Linked DNA regions of Capsicum annuum: region 1 is linked to region 2. A link is a contact called in public Hi-C data. All regions are on one chromosome and are shown on one strand. The core of a region is the stretch at or near the end of the contact, and the rest is flanking DNA. Distances in the headings are between cores, read along the strand shown.

What was found. Hi-C and Micro-C count contacts between places; a contact is called where the count stands out from the background.
Region 1: a Hi-C map of leaf shows a contact between it and region 2, with 2.8 times the contacts expected there. The contact joins the promoter of LOC107838726 here to the enhancer-like site in region 2. A contact is called at or near these places in 2 of 5 Hi-C or Micro-C datasets (leaf and placenta).

Annotation. Positions count from the first base shown.
Region 1 is chr1:143,534,284-143,540,282 of UCD10Xv1.1, forward strand. LOC107838726 (homeobox-leucine zipper protein HOX11) reads left to right here and starts at 2,876. Exons shown (of 4, transcript XM_016681902.2): 1 at 2,876-3,353; 2 at 3,916-4,268; 3 at 4,438-4,517; 4 at 4,869-5,595. The coding sequence starts at 3,026. The coding sequence ends at 5,286.
Region 2 is chr1:143,492,678-143,498,658 of UCD10Xv1.1, forward strand. No RefSeq gene overlaps it. Among protein-coding and RNA genes, the nearest start is that of LOC107838718, 15 kb to the left of the region's middle. Within about 2 kb of position 1,689, at least 2 of the 5 cell types and tissues checked have an H3K27ac peak or open chromatin away from gene starts, as enhancers often do. A contact at or near this core is called in leaf, where this site is marked.

The DNA of each region.
Region 1 (5,999 bases), core at 1,626-4,125, 43 kb after region 2:
ACTTCAAAAAAAAAATTAATTATCATGACCAAATACTAACTTAGGAGTCATGAATATAGGCTTTGCCCTGTTGGGTCGGACTCGCCCAATCCAGTCCAATTCATGATTTGATAAAGTTAAAATAAAATTATAAAATACTAAATGAAAATTCAAACTAACTGAAATTTCACATAAAGTTCTCGACACAAGTATTACTACTATGATAGGCATTTTTTGTATAGTAGAAAATAGAGCATAGGTGTAGTAGTCCAATTCCCCACCTAATTAAAAGCCTAAACACGCGCAATGTTGATAAAATAGAATTTGCATTAGGGTCCCCCTAAATCTTTCATAGAAGGTCCTTTCCTTGACTTATACAACCCCCCTCCCCATTTCAAAAAAAAAAAACACAAATATATTCTAAACAAAATAAGTACTCCCTCCGTTTAAAAAAAAAAATTTATTTTAACTTGACATAAATTTTAAAATATTAATAAAAAAGACTTTTAAATCTTATGGTCTTAAATTAAAGTTGTGTTAAATATATCAAAATGTACTTTAATTTTGTGATCCTGAACATATCATGTGAAAAGTTAAAAATAAAGTATTGTAAAAAAAAAATAAATCATTCTTTTTGTAAATAAATTTAAAAGAAAAGCTGATCATTATTTTTTAAACGGAGCAAATAATAATAATAGTGCTATTAACATGAATAGAGGGCTTTCACGTGTGTTGTCAACCTGAGATTGTCGGTTCAAACATATTCTCAAACAAGTCAATGCAAATAAACAATATGGTCCCATATATAGTGCTAGTAACTATAAATAATTTATATGTTATAGACCAACTTCAGCAACAAGTTCATCTTTCCTGTGGATAGCCAATCTAGAATTTTGAGGCTACGGATGTCATATCATTTTTAATGTTAAAATTATTATTTAAAAAGAATAATTTTTATGGGCGTTCCATTGAAATTTAGCTTCTTAGTAAGAGATTTTTGAAGAAAAATTTTATTGAAACATTATTAAAGAATCTAATTTTTACTAATTCGGTTGAAAATCAGTTAATTTTTTATTTTATGTTTTGCTATTTACACTGTCTCAAATAAGACGAATATTTTATCGATTTTATAGACTTTAAATTTCGATTTGATTATTTATCTTTTCAATTTGTATAGATAAATATATCAAATAATAAAAATGTGATTATTGTTATAAATACTATCGAAAACAACTTTTCTATTTCTCCAGAGATAGTGTATGGACTGCATACATTTTACCCTCCTCAGACCCCACTATGTGGAAATACACTGAGTTTGTTGTCGTTGTTATTGTTAGTACTATAAATTGTGTAAATAAGAGTTAAATTCAACTTATCAATCAGCGTGAAAGTACAAAATAGTTGCCAATATTCAATGGATATTTCCAATTCTATTGTTAAAAAATTATAACATCAAGCCAATCATCATTATTATGATTTACGAGGAGAGGTTAACTATAAATTTGAAGGAAGAAAGAATCTTCAATTATGTTCTACACTTAAGTGAAAAATTCTTAAAGAAAGATTACCCAAAAAAGGGAACAAAGATTAAGTTAAGAGGAAATTTTTTTATAAAAAATAGAATAACGAACAAAAAGTAACAAAATATTGTTGACGTCTGGACTTGAACTCTGGTATACTACATGAAATATTAGTGTGTTTGTCAATGACACTACTTCCTCAACTATTGCACCAAGTGACACTTAAATAACATACCAATTTTATTCAATATATATATATACACAGAGTTTTTCAATCAAAGTTTACGGGTGTCATGCCACCTGTGAACCCCCGTAGATCCACCCCTACCCATGGACATATGCTGGTGTATAATATATTTGTGTTGGAGTCGAAATTTTTATCTTAGAAATTAAATTATGAAGTAAATATATGAAAAAATTAAAAAGAGTTTAACATTCGATCATTATAAGAATATTTATACATAAAAAATAATTTTAATTATATAAATTATATAAAAAATTCGAATGATCTCCTCTATTAATATAAATAATTGGTTACACTAATGATTCAATAGTGCGATTCATCATCAGGAACATAAGATTTGATAACCAGCATGGCTAAGGTATGTCGTGTTTCTGACATTTCAAAACATGTACAGTCCCTTTATTTTCTTTTTGTTATTTTAATTACTAGAAAAAGATTGGCAGACGCTTGAAAAAGAAAAAATTATTCCTATTAATTCCTCTTTTTTTTTTTAAAAAAAAAAGGAAAATAATTTTCAATCCAAAATTTGTAATCAATACTAAAGGATATTATGTATTTTTTTCTACCACAACCCTAGCTGGCGGCTAACGAAATTCTAGGAGGTTGTTTAATTCACGAATTATGTTATTTTAAAATTATAATATTTTAATTGTTTTATTTTAATTGAAAGGTGTATAAAATAATATCAAATTAAATAAGATATTCAAAATTAAAATTATAATTTCTTTCTTTAAAGATATAGAATTAATTTATAATTTAATTAAATATAATATAAATTTAATCTTAATTTTGATCTTAGATATTCACCTCATCCTATTAACTAAACGACCTAGGAAAAAAAAAGAATAAAACATGAGAAACAAACCAACGTAGTGTTGGTTTAATTATTGGTACTGCTAGTTTCTCTTTTTGACTAGACATTAACATATATTTGCCCATCAAGACAAAAGTGTCAAAATACCAAAAAGTGGAAAATATAATAATACTGCTCCAAATTAATCTTGGAAAAAAAAAAAAGAGTAAAAGGGAGGGGTTTACTCTTTCGTTCAAAAGGATACCCCACCCAACAACTCCTAAACATCATATCTCTCTCTTAGCATTTAAAATAATTAAACAATTCACAAATTGGATAGAATCTCTATAAAGACTCCTTCTTGTGCTTTCTATTCAAAATCTCCTTTTTTTTCTATTTTTCCATTCCTCTCTCTCTCTTTCTCTACTCTTTGTATACTCCAAATCCAAAAATCTTTTTGTGTTCTTTTTTCCCCCATCACATGAAAGTATGGAGCTTGGATTAACCTTAGGAGATGCTAACACTGTTGCTACTACTACAACAACAACAACAACAACAACAACATCTTTCTTGTCAAAGAAAAATGTTTGTGATGATCATGAGAAGAAAAAGGGTTTAGGTTTTTGCATGGCTTTAGGAATTAACTCATCATCAAGTGGTAAAATACTCCAACAAGATGAAGAAAATGAAGAAGAAAATACATCTGAAGAAGGGACAAATAATGGTACAGTACCAGTTCAGCTTGATCTTCTTCCTCTTGTTCCTGTTCCTACTCCTGCTCCTCCTCTTAAATCGCTCCATTGGTCCTCTGATAATGGTAATTTCTACTTTCATTTTTTTAATATAGATTATAAGGCGAGGAATCATTTTTATAATGATAATTTATACATATATCAGTAATAATAATATAAGATTTTATCAACATGTTTCTTTTTATACGTATACCAAAAAACATATACACATGCAGCATATTATGTTAAGTTGAATTTGTTGTACTCTAAGATCGAGTTTGGACCGTTTTCCATTTTTTATAAGAAAATTGATGAACATGTTTTTTTTTAACCTTGTATACATGAAATACTATATATTTGTGGTTTCATCTTTTAAAGTTTTTTTTGTTGAAGTTTATATTTTTAAAATTTTTAACGATTATTTTCTTCCAAATATAAATATAAATGATTATTAATTTATTATAGAAAATTTTGACGTATATAATCACTGTTGTTCGTGTGAAAATTTTGAGTTCAGTCAATAAAAGTCTCCATCCAACAATTACTTCCCTTTTCCAAGAATTTTTTCTAAATTCTATTAGTATTTTTCTATTAAAATAAGGTAGTTTAGATTTGATGTTAAATTTATTTGTGATTATATCTTTGTAGGGAGTTCTGAAAATGGTTCTTCCGGGAACGGCGGGTTACCGGCGGCGAGGGGATTCGACGTGAACCGGCTGCCGGCGGTGGGTATGGAAGAAGTTACATCGCCTAACAGTGTAGCGTCGTCGTTTCGTATGGAATTTGGGCTATTCAAAAACTGTGTGAATATTATCGGCGTCGGAAATAAACGGAGCTCCGATTCCGCCGGCGGGAACGACGGCGGCGACCCGGAAAGAGCATCGTCAAGAGCAAGTGATGAAGATGAAAATGGTGTTAATACTCGGAAAAAGCTTAGGTTATCCAAAGAACAATCAGCTCATCTCGAAGAAAGTTTCAAAGAACACCATACTCTTAATCCAGTAAGTACAAATAAAAAAAATAAATATAAATTATGATTGAGTTTTTTTTTTTTTTTTTGGGAGTTTCTAGGTTGAAAAACAAGAAAAGAACAGTTTTTGATAAATAATTTTTTAAAAGTATGTTTTTCTGATATATTGTTGTTTTTATTTTGTTTATTGTATGGTACAGAAGCAAAAGCTGGCACTTGCTAAACAGCTAAATCTAAGGCAAAGACAAGTTGAAGTTTGGTTTCAGAATAGAAGAGCAAGGTTGGTTCAATAAAATTATTTTAAATTGCCAGCTATGAATTAATTTCCTTCTTAAAATTACTTAACACAAAATGCAATTTAAAACTATATAAGAGAATTGAAGGCAACAAAGAAAACATTTGTTTGTGACAGATGAGAATTTAATAAATGGTCTGGTTTGGTCTTATTTCCTCACTTGGGGTACTTACAGTTTTGCAGCAGCTCCTTTCAATATTCTTGAATACTGTGAGAGCACTTGTCTTTGTATCTATGCAAGCTACACAATTAATGCAAAAAATTGATTTCTAGTCATATCATTTTCTCGAATTTAATTCTGTTTAGATTATTTATCTTTAATTCAATTGCTTGCAGGACTAAGCTTAAGCAAACAGAAGTGGATTGTGAGTACTTAAAAAGATGCTGTGAGACACTGACTGAAGAAAACAGAAGACTACACAAAGAACTTCAAGAATTGAGAGCTTTGAAAACTTCTAATCCATTTTACATGCAACTTCCTGCCACCACCTTAACTATGTGTCCTTCTTGTGAGAGGGTGGCTTCCACCACCACCTCCGCCCCAGCTGCCGCAGCTCCTCCCATCATAGCCACCGGAACCACCACTACCACCACCACTACCAAAGCCCCTAGTACCACTACTACCACCACAGCTACTAATGACAATATTCCTAAAGCAATTCCATTTCTTAATTCCAGACCAAGATTTTTCCCATTTACTACAACTACTACTAATAATAATCCAAGTCATTCCCATCAATCAGCAGCCTCTTGATTGAAAAAAAAAAGTGAATTTTAATTTCTCTGATGTAAATATACTGATCATTGGCTTTGGTTTTTTTCTACCTCGGAGATCTTAGTAGGGGTTTTACTTGTTTTGTGTCCTTTTGGGATTATTGATGGTTTTTTTTTTTTGTCTCAACATATTGAGACTGTTTTGGTTCACTTACATGTGAACCAAAAAGAAAAGGAAAAGGTATGAGAAAAATGTTTGTAGTTGTACTAGGTTTAGAAGAATTTCCCCTTATTTTTTGTCTACATGACTTATGTTTCACTTATATAATTTATATCTTGTTCTTGAAAATATTGAGTTCCATGAGCTTTCTTTTGAAGTGGTTTAAATTATTACACATAACATTGCTTAAAAGATAATATTAATGAATAATTTTATTTATAATCTCCTTAGATTGCAATTGCGACGAAGTATCATTTTTTATTTGATGCATTTTATCTTTCCAGTCTACTTGATTTTATCCTTAATTCACTATTACTCAGTTTAAAATAAACTGAATATACGTTCAAATTTCGTTGTACTTTACATGTAAACATTAAAATTGCTTACATTTATTTGTGTAAATTAGAACTTTTCTTGGACATATAAATTCAGTCAAAAGTCAAAACACCGTCAAGTGTTTACCCCCTCCATCGTCTTTTGTTTGTCTCCCTCAAATTAATTACGAGACCACTATGTTCGAAGAAAAAAAGTAA
Region 2 (5,981 bases), core at 439-2,938:
CTTTGAATAAAAATTAGTTTTTTCATATAAGTGTTTTGAATGGGTGTTGAGTCCCATTACTTTGAATTCCATGTAAATTTTCCGTTCAACTATGATCAATGTTCATACTAATGACGCAAAAAGAAAGTTCTAATTAGTAGATATATTGTAGTAGTAAATACATTCTTTTACTTTCCAAAATAAATTATTTAGCAAGTCATGTCAAAGTCAAACAATTGATGCTCCTGCATTACGATATTTGTGTAATCATTTTTATGTCACCGTTGACTTGGCAATTTATATTAAGTGATATGTTGCTTAAATTTTGTCTTAATTAGGAGAATCTAGTTTACTTAAGACTAGTAAATATGCTCATCATTTGAAGCTTAACTAGAGAGATTAGGGCAATAATGTTTTTAGTTAGATTCATACATATCAAACTTTAATAAATTCATTACTCTATTATGTGAATTGATTTAAAAACAGGAAGAAAGACGAAATAAATATGTGAGAAAATTAACGAAAAGGTTTTGAAACAGTGAGAAACTGAGAGTTTACAGAGGAGAAGGTGAGGTCTGATTGACAGCCTAATGAAGAAAAAAAAATGTGTATTAATGATGTTGTCGATCGAAGTTGATGATTGTCTTTTAATTTATTTTTTTTAATGGAGGATGAGTATGGTTGCTGATTTTTAAGTGTTTGAAGGTGTTGCGATGGTGGAAGTAAAGCAATGGTGGGACAGAGGTCAATACTTTTGATGACTCGAGTTCGTCGGAGATGTAGTTCATGAAGGTAAGATGGTGAAGAGTGCAGGGGTGGCTCAAGTAAATTCATGGCTTAATAAGGTCAAAATCTAACCGATGTCTTAAGTTTTTAAGAAAAATTAATTGTATTTATAAAGATATTTTTAAAATTATATCATCAATTTCTTATAATAATTCTTTTTTTAATTAGTAATATAGTCAATGCATTAATTTCTTGAGACCTAAATTCCTTTATATGAAAAGTTTATTTTTTTCTATAAATAATATTTAGTATCTTTTTAATGTGTAATATTTTATTACTAAAAAAATGAAGCCCTTCAAATTTGGAGGCGATCGCTTTTTTTAAAATGGGTAAAGCCCGCCTTTGGAAGAGCGGAGAAATTGTTGGTGTATTTGATTACTTTTCAATGGAGGTTGAGAGAGTTAATAAGTAGCGGCGTTAATGAGATTTTGTAAAATACAAGTGAGAAGATAGAGAAAAAAATCAATTCATTAAAAAAATCATGATACATAACACTATACTAAAATAAAATATCAGAAATATATATATCCTAAATCAACACATAACGCTATATTTAAATAAATGTATCACAAATATATATATCCACATTTACTAGTTTAAAATGTATCACACGCGATATGTATTTTTAAATATATCAAATTAATATTTATGTATACATCAAGATTTAAAACATGTATCATAAAATGAAATTTTTAAAATTTTATTTAATTAAATAAAATTATGATTAGAAAATATTATTAACTTCTTAACTTGTGAAATTTTTATAAGTTATTTTATTATAAAATATTTATTTTTAATATAATTGAGAAATAAAGATGAACGAAAAAGAGTATTTTATAATACAATAGGCTCTCATTGTTCTTACCTCAGCGAAGTGCCGCTAAAAAGAGAGAAAGAAATAAGGAGGTGGGTTGACCGAGAGTCACGCGTGCCTCATGACTTCTGACCTAAACTCTCCATTCTAATTATTTGACTCTCCCTTCTCTATTCACCACCCCTTTTTTGGGGGGTGGGGGGTGGGGGGTTTAATTGAACTATTCAAACTGTTTTTTTTGGGAGGTTGGGTGGGGTGGGGTCAGTGACGGAGCTAGAATTGACATAAAGAGGTTTATAAATGAACATACAAACTAATCGAAGGGAGTTCGATATCTACTATATATACATAAAAAATAATTTTAATCATGTATATATAGTACAATTTTTCGTACAAAGGAATTTGAATGAACCCCCAATCTTATTTGTAACTCCGCCTTTGGGTGGGGTTTGGGGGTAGGGATGGAGGTCTAAATTTCACATTAGCACCAAGAGCTCTCTTTTTTTTTTTTTTTTTTTTTTGACCTTTTTGTTGTTGTGAACTCATAATTTTCAAATTGAAAATAAGGAATGCTAATTATTTGAACAACTCAGTCTTGTCATTAGCATGGTTGGTCAAATTACTAAAATTTGTTTATCTTGGTTAGGATAATTTTTTAAAAGGACTAGTAATTGGTGTTTCATTAATTGATTTGAAAATATTTTTATCTATATAAAAACAAATATTTTTTGGTTAATCAATGTTTTAGAATTGCTTTTTGGAGAAGAAATAATTTTAAAACTTCGGAAAAATAGCTTCTGTTACTATTTTTGATCAAATATTTTAATTTTTAAAAATAAATAGTTTTTAAGATTAAAAAATACTTTTATGTTATAACTTCATAAAAGCTTTGATCAAATAAGATACTAATAAAAAAGACAAATAAGATCAAAGGTACTCCAAAGAATGTAATTGGATTTATTTGAAATTGTAACATCAAAAATCAAACAATTATAAGAAGTGTACGACTAGCTAATTGACGCCCAATCGTGTATTTCATTTGCATTGTATTTATTTTTTTTGTTTGGTCTATTTCTTTCAATTTCTATGTTCTATGTACGTACTACATAGTCATTATGGCAAGATAATAGACTATCTCGAAGGAAAGATCAAAGCTCTAACTAGTAGCAACAATTTTATTCCACAAATAATTAGCATCCAAACAAAGAATAATGTTGTGTAAAATTTCAATTCGTATGAGTATGATATAGTTCTCAACTTCTCATCACTTTATTACTTGTAACGATTGATGCATTTTTCAAATTAGTAATAGTCCGGATCCGATAATAACGACCGACGAACCGAGAATTGTATAGTATTAAATATGAAATTTGCACATGACCAATTAATTTTTTACAAAATCATTTAAGTATATCTTTACATATTTTTTATTTTCTTAAAATCTCAACTAAGGGCATTTTCCTCTTTATTGTAGAAAATAATTTATTTTGATTGCCCCCCCCCCCCCCCCCCGGCAAACCCACCCACACAACACTAAAAAAAAATGAAGTAAATTGTAAATAAACAATTATAAAAGCATTTATATTACTATTATTATTTGCGGCATGGAGTGGTGGTAAGGGAACAAGTTGTTTTTCGTATATTCCAATGATTGCAAATGTTGGAGACCTGTCCCCTTCACACTTTGCTGCATCTCTATAATAAAATACTAAAAAATTCTTTTCTCGCACCTTTTGTTTTTTTTTAAAAAAAAAAACTCTATTTCTATTTTCCAGTCTAAATTTGTTTGATTTGATTCTATCAGAGCTAAATGAATTAAAAATTGATGTGAATTTGACTATGATTTTCTTAAAAAAAATTCCGAGTGATTTATTTAGTTGCCATTTTAATGTACTTTAAAGCAAATAAATAATCAACATCATTTATAAAACAAAAAGAAAAAAAAAAGAAAAAAAGAAAACGACAATAAAATGAACCTCAAAATATTAGACTGAGGTCATTCGATAAGCGGAACAAGATGAAATATGTCAAAATTAAGTTTAAAACAAATTTAATATTATTTTTAATTAATGATATAAATTTATCATATCAACCATTAAATTTTCTTCCAAAATCAATATATCTCATCTTATTTAAAAGATCAAAATTTCAGAATACTTTATCCGCTTATAAAATAAACGTAAATTTTCACTTGAATTGGTCCCATAAATATTAATAGAACAAAATCTCTAGATTTAGTAATGTTTGAATTGAATATTCCATGGAGTTCACGTGGGGGTTCCCCACCTTTAGCTTGTTTTACTCTACGACCTATTTGGGGAGTCACGTGTTATTCTTGACTTTATTATGGAACTTCACGTGATTTCCACCACCCCCCTCTACGTCACTTTCTTCCCGCTATCTCACTTTCTTTTAGTCGGTTTTATTCTTTATATTAAAAATAAAAATATCACCCTTTTTTTTTGTAACGCTATTAAAATGGATTGATAGGCTGTTTGGATTTTTTTTTTCTGAAAAAGAAATTATTTTCAGAAAAAAATATTTCTTATAAAAAGAAAGACATTTGAAAAATTTACAAACATGCATTAGCATATCTGATAAGTTTGACTAGAGTTTAATTTTAAAATTTTATACTTTATGTTAATATTATTATTCTTTATTTCATTATATGATTCAAATATTTTTTTTGATATTTCTAAGTAATATTATATTATTATTTAATATTTTTTAAATGAATCTATGTATAAAAATACTAATTGAAAATTTTATAGTATGTACTTTTTAATCAAATAATAATAAAGTCTCAATAAAAAATTATAATAGATATTTAAAATATTTTTTCTATAAAATGATTTTAGCAGAAAAAATATATTGATCCATGTCTTTTTTGGTCATTTGACTCTCAAAAATACTTTTCATAAAATATTATCCAAATACAATCTATTTATCAAATACAAATTACTTTTTTAAAAAATATATTATATAAAAATACTTTTCAAACAAGTAGTTTTCTAACAATAATTCAAAACAGGCTCTAAGTTATTTTTAGATGTTTTAATATGTTGATTAAATTATTTTAAAAATAAAGTTATAAGATTATGATATCTTTTTGATAGCCTGTGTACTAAGTTTTTTTGATAGCCTGTGTACTAAGTTTTAGTTTCATATATGTGAATATGTACTTCAAGTCTTTTGTCTTTGTTGTGCTAAGTTTGAACCCTTTCGATTGTAAGATTTGTCTCAAAATCTTCAAATTGGCAATGACTTGGTTGTGTATCCCATCAATCAAAATTATGTGATTCGCAAATAATATATGTTATTGATACTTTAGCTTGAATTTATCATGTTGATCAATACATCTATCAAAATTGAGTACATTGAATATCCTTCATTGTTCTTATTCAAGGGAAAAAAATCAAAATATACATCCTTAGATTGTAATTGCAAGTCATATCAATATTTGTTAGATTACAACTAATAGTAATTTTTAAAATAAAAAAAATAAAGAAAAAAATATTTTTTTAATAAAAAAAAGACTCCTAAAATAAAGCAGTTTGTTATTATAGATGGATATCCATCCCACCTTAATATCTCTCTCCTCTTAATTTTTTTTTTTTCATAATTTGTTATTCATTTTCACAATTCTCTCACAAAATACACAACTCTCTCTTCCTCTTTTCATTCTATTTTATTTTATATTTTTTTATATATATTTCTTCAAAATCCTTAATAGTTGATTTCATCTTTTTTTCATAATATTCTTTCTTACTTTTTCTATTATTGAAAAATTAGATATATTACCATTTTTTTTTATAAATTTTGATTATTTTTTCTTTAGTTTGGAAGGTAATAGTCTTCATTCAACTTTAATTTAATACGAAAGTAAATGAGATAAAATCCTGTATGAAATGGATATATAAAATAGTATCAATTAAATTAAATATCATAATTCATAGATATTTCTTATTAGTTTATATATCTATCACATACACATTTCATACAATTGTAATATATAAGAAATTACTTTATAAACCAATTTCATTCAATTTATAATCTAAAATATATCTTCTTAACTGATTATCACAATCCATAAAGTTTGTAGATGATTTGATATTAAGAAAAAGGTCAAAGTCATCGATAGACACTCAAACTTGTTGTCAAAATTCACTTAGACATCTAAACTAAGGCATGTTCCTACCAGGCCCCTAAACCCCCCACATTTTGTTCCAATTGGGCCTTTTTTGCCCTATCAGCAAAAAACTCAAAGTGTGTATTGCACACACGCGATGACGTGGCAAAATGAGCTAATGAAAGCTGACACATGACATTGTGGGTCCAATAATTATAAAAAATTAATTATAATCTTTGAAAAAAAAGTATATACAAATAACATTGGGGAAAT